Regions from separate parts of the Sus scrofa genome. Here region 2 is linked to region 1. Evidence: chromatin contacts called from public HiChIP or PLAC-seq data. All regions are on one chromosome and are shown on one strand. Each heading gives the region's core, a stretch centred on a gene start, on an enhancer-like site or on the middle of the called end of the contact. The rest is flanking DNA. Distances are from core to core; before and after follow the strand shown.

Region 1 (2,700 bases), core at 187-2,686:
CTAGGTGCTCAAAACAGATGTGGCAAATCAGTTAAATAAATGAGTAAAATACATGTCTTTTTGCAAATGATTTAGTTCTGAACTTCCACTTCTTTGTCAGTAATGTGGGGATAAATTTCACTGATGGGTTTGTTTTCACAATTAAATAATATGGCATGCCTTATGTTATCATAAATGATAACTTTATGAATTTAACTATGAATTTCATACAGTTTACATGTGTGAATTTTCAGTTTGTGGCTATGGTTCACTGGAGGGGACAAAGGGAAAAAAAATCCAAGCCCTAGACAGCTAAAACAATCATTACCCAAAGCTATAGGTGCGATGGGTTAATTCCTCTCAAATACATGTAGCTAATGCTTAGGAAGAAAGAGAATGGGGGATGGGAAAGAGAAGGAAAAGGGGCGGTGGTGGTGGTTAGGGATATGTGAATACTTTTAAGGTCAACTGAGTTACTTCATAAGGAATACATTTTCTTTTCACTAGAAATAGTCCTATGACAGAAAAGACGGAGAGGTTGTTCAGCAGGAGCGGGTTAATCCGAGCTCCCATGCCTGCTGCAGTCACAGTACAAGGTACAGTAATGAATGTGGCACAGCCACACATTTATTTCATTCGAACTTCCTCTGTGGTCCTTTTTATATCGAAGTCTCTCACTGTTACAGGGCCACGCTTGGAAAAGTTGGAAAACTTTTTCCCCGTGGTGGAGAAAAGCCCTCATCAGACTAAATGGAACGAATGAATGAAATTATTCCCTTGGTCTAACATCTCCATCCGCTTCATACCAAATATTCACAGAAACATCTTTCCCCAATTCCGCGACTGGAATTTTACTCTTCCATGGCGTTGCCTAGTATTGGAAACACGGATTTCGAAAGTCAGCAGGCAACAGACTCGGTTTTGGAATCGCCATGGTTGGCTTTTGCAAAAGTCGATGCGCTTTACAGTCCTGTGGGGTAGCTTCTCCCAGGAGCAGAATTTGTAAAATAAACAGTTGCTGAAAAGCATGAAGAATTAACGAAGTGAAAATCTCGGGTTATTTGGCAGTTGACACGCCAGTGACCCCCTTAAATACTTAGTTGCTTAAGGAGGTTCAGAGCTACGATGAATGAATCTTCTGAATCTTCGGGGTACTTTACTTGAACCGGCTTGTAAATTTCTTTAGTCTTTCGGGAAGTAGCGGTAAATTAATACAAATCCAGGAGGGAGAGGCGAGAAGGGGCTAAAACCTCTGCACCTGAGCTTTCCTCCCAGTCTTTTGGAAAGACTCGCTTTTGCTGCTCAGGACCCTGGAGGTTACAGCCCAAAGAACCCGGCGGCGCTAGGACCTGGTTGGCGCCTGGCGGTGGCCGCTTTCAGGCGGGCGGAGGAGGGAGAGGAGGAGGGGGATGTGGGAAAGGAGGGGTATTAACGGGGGCGGGGGGAGTCGTTTATGCAGAGCAGGCGTTGCTGCCATTGCCACTCACTCTCCCGGCGCGCCGCTCGGAGCCAGAGGGAGCGCAGGGAGCTAGCTAGCGAGCGCTCGGAGCCCGGGCCAACGGAAGGGGCGCCTGGCCGCTGCCTGCACCGCCGCCTCCGCCGCGCTCGGGGGCCCCGGGAGGAGCTAGGGCGAGTCGGAGAGTCCGGGAGCCGAGCCCGGCGAGACCCAACTGCGGGAGCGCGCCCGCCCCACTCAGCCGCCTCCTGCGCCCGAGCCAGGGAGCGCCGGTAGACCGCCCCGCGGGCCGGAGAGCTGGGAGCACAGGTCCCCGGAGCCCCAGGGATGGTCTAGAAGCCGGCGCGAGGCTCGCTGCTCTGCTCCCTGCCGGGTTTGCCGCCTCCTGCCGATCGCCCAGGGCTGCGAGCCGCGGCGGCCGGGGGCTGCGCGCCGGGTCGGCCCAGGCCGGAGAAGTTAGTTGTGCGCGCAGCTTAGTGCCCGGAGCGAGCGAGAGAGTGAGCAAAGGAGCAGCGAGGCGCCAGGGCCATGGGCTGGGGGAGCCGCTGCTGCTGCCCGGGACGGCTGGACCTGCTGTGCGTGCTGGCCCTGCTTGGGGGCTGCCTGCTCCCCGTGTGCCGGACGCGCGTCTACACCAACCACTGGGCAGTCAAAATCGCCGGCGGCTTTCCGGAGGCCAACCGCATAGCCAGCAAGTACGGATTCATCAACATAGGACAGGTAATCACTGGCTGGCCGGGCTCTCGGCCCTGAAGCTGCGAGGGCGGGGGGCGGGGGAGTCCCCCACGACCTCGCGCCAGTCCCCTCTTAGTCATTCTTACTCCTCGTCAATCCCACTCTTCGTCAGTCCCCTCCCCCTCTTCCAGATGTGCTCTTGCAGCTGTTGCCCTAACTCTTGAGCTAGCGCGATGCGCTCTTTCTCCCCCCGCCTCCTCTCTTAGACACACACACACACACACACACACACACACACACACACACACTCCCCAAAGTTATTGGGGTTTGTGTTTTACTTGTTTCTTACAAACCGCGAGGGACAGGTAGTGTCTCTGGACGAATCCCGAACGTACATGCCTCTGCGGTGGTTTCAGACCTGATCGGACCTCTTGACGTGGAAAGTCGGGGAGCACTGGTAGCTTGGGCTCTATTGGGAGGGTAGAGGGTAAGCGCGCCCCTGGTGCCGGCTCCCTGTGGTTTCTGAGAGCCGGGGTAAAGGGAAGGAGGAGAAGGGAAAGCTTTTCCTGTTCAGACCTGAATTTAGCCTA
Region 2 (2,700 bases), core at 36-2,535, 480 kb after region 1:
AGGCTAGTCTAAATCATTACACTCCAAAGAATTCTTAGGATTCTGTCTACAATTAATTAACTTCATTGTTTCATATTCTGTTGTGATTTCTTCTCCTCTTTATATGGATAGGTTGGGGAAAAGGTATCAATTGTAAGTGTAAAAGGTAACAGGTCACAGTGAGGGTATTAAGCCCTCCCAAAAAAGTACACTCTCAGGATAGAAGAAAATAGGTATATGTACAGCTGGATTTCTTAGCCCTGCTCTTTCTTAAGGAGCCCTGCTCTTTCTTAAGGAGTTTAAAATCTCTTGAAAAGATTCTTATTTTTTGGAAATACACATGCTTAGGATACAAGCTCAAAGACTACTTTAGAATGTATTGCGGCTGGATGAATTAAGCCTATCTCCAAGTTTTGACTACGAAAACTAATGTAAACAGACCAAAAAAGATACCTGGTTCCCATTCTGCCTTTGTCATCATTTAGACACAATCTAATAGATTTAAAGACAAGAAAACCTTACGGCTGGCTTGAGCATTTAGCCTCTCGGGCCCACAAAACGTTTGCTAAAGGGCAAGACGCGCCCCATGCTTAACCGCTTTATCAGGGCTGGATGGGGAGGCGGGAAAGGTGGATCCCGAAATTCAGCTCTGGCTTCCTGCTCTCTCCATCCCTCAAGCCCTGTCCCGGGTGAGGCCGTGGGGGCGAGGACGCGCTCCCTCAGTCCGACCAAAGGTCCTCCGCCTCCACAAAGCGTCAGCAGAGAGGAATGTCCCTCTGACCGCAGCCCCACGACCCGGTCTGGAGCCCCCGGCAGACGTCCCGGCCGCCAGGTGACTCGGGCCAGGGTGGGTGGGGGCCTCTGCGCCCTCCCGTGCTCACCTGTAGGGATACCCAACTGCTTGGAGCCGCGGCCAAAGCCCCGCACCACTTGGCCACGGCAGAAGTACGGCAGGTTCCTCATGACGCCGTTCGTTTGGGGTGCGGGCTGCGGCCCCGTCCGCGCGTCCGGCGGGGCCGCCAACGCGGCGGTGCCGGAACCCCGGACCAGCCGGGGGACAAGGACGGAACTTGACCGGCTGGCCGGGCGGCGCGGACGACACGCCGTGGGCAGTATTCTCACGCCGCTGACCCAATAGAAGGTACCCGGTAACTCAGAGGCTGTGTCTCGGCTCTTGGACGCCGCCGGCGACCGCGGAAGTTAAGTGCGGGTGTGGGCGGGGAGCTCACGGGGCGGGCCGGCGTGGAGGGCGCCCAGCCCACCGAGCGCCGCGGGCCTGCGCACACTACCCCGGCCCGACCAAGAGCCCCAGCGCCCGTTCGGCTTCCGTAGCCCCGCCCCCGCCGTGGCCCCGCCCCCCGCCATAGCCCGCGACCCGCCAATTCGCCGCTCCTCAGTTTCTCTGAACAGCAATGAGAACTGATCCGGGGAACCGATTTTCAGCCTAGGGGCTGTGAAAACACAGTTCTCGGGCAATCCTAAGTGTTTCTTTTCCCTTTCGCCTTTTCATCACGGTCCTGACGCCAAAGAGAGACGTTCTTTATCTCCTTGACAACTAACACTTTGATCGTCATTCATCATTCATTCGCTCTTTAAACATTTATTAAACGAAAATTCTATCTCAACGGTCACCTCTTCATAGAGACTTTTCCTAACTACCTACCAAAGTGAATCTCCTCTCCCCGGGACCCCGTTTGACCACGATCTGAAGTTACCAGGATGTAAGCTCCAGCAGAGTAGGGCCTGGTCTGTAAGGCTGCAATCTCAGTGACTGGCGGAAGATTACAAGGACTAAGTTTTTGGGGGAGGGATGCGGCACCTTCCGACCCTCTTTCTGTACCTCCCAGTCTCTCCTACAACCTGATAAACTTGAAGAAAGGCTTGCTCTCTATTGGAGTGCAAATTCGTAGGCCTTCTGACCCTTGGAACTGTAAACATTACCTGGGGAAATACTTCCAGGGTGGCTCAGAAGATGCACCCTTTTACCTTGTTCTTGAGGGAAAAAAAAAATTGTTCTCTTTTACTTTTCTCAACAAATGTGTGTGAAACTCTGTCCAGATTTTGCAGTCATTTTCCTTTACCTTACATGTATGTAACTCTGATAGTGCTTTCGCAATGTTAGAATTGTATTCTCTGTATTTGTACTGAAGGGGTGTTTATTGGCAAGACTGTTTTTACTTCCCTAATACTAGCATAGTGCCTGGATCACAGCAAGCGCTCTGTAATTATTAGCAGAAAGAAAAAATTAATGAGCCCTGTGTGTGCCTAGCACAATGCAAGGTGGGGTGAACAAAGGCAAATGAGACAAACTCTTGGCCCTTGGGAGACTCCCTCTAGTGGGGGAGACCAGTTGGGAAGCCCGATAACAATGCTATGCTATAAAAACACCAATGGGAGTCCTGACAAAATGCTTGGAAAGTTGCATGTAGAGTAAGCAGACCTCACATAAAAGACTTTTTTTTGGCCACACCTGTGGCTTGTGGAAATTCCTGGGACAGGAATCCAACCTGCATCACAGCAGTCACTGGAGCTACTGCAATGACAATGCTGGACCCTTAACCCGATGCACCATAAGAGAACTCCAAAAATGCATTTTGGATAGTTAATGGTTAAGTACGTAGATGCTAGGCTATATAAACTGGGGTTTAAATGCAGGCCTTGCCTCATTTAATTGTTGGGTAACTCTGGGCAAAGTACCCTGTCTGAATCTAGGTGTCCTTG

Evidence for each region. HiChIP or PLAC-seq counts read pairs in DNA pulled down with a chosen protein or histone mark.
Region 2: an H3K27ac HiChIP or PLAC-seq map of skeletal muscle shows a contact between it and region 1, with 4 times the contacts expected there. The contact joins the promoter of RFK here to the promoter of PCSK5 in region 1. A contact is called at or near these places in 1 of 47 Hi-C or Micro-C datasets (skeletal muscle) and 1 of 2 datasets of contacts at active chromatin or transcription factors (skeletal muscle).

The regions. Positions count from the first base shown.
Region 1 is chr1:228,853,151-228,855,850 of Sscrofa11.1, forward strand. It overlaps PCSK5 (proprotein convertase subtilisin/kexin type 5), which reads left to right and starts at 1,437. Exons shown (of 37, transcript XM_021065005.1): 1 at 1,437-2,155. The coding sequence starts at 1,964.
Region 2 is chr1:229,335,792-229,338,491 of Sscrofa11.1, forward strand. It overlaps RFK (riboflavin kinase), which reads right to left and starts at 1,286. Exons shown (of 5, transcript XM_003121967.5): 1 at 861-1,286. The coding sequence starts at 942.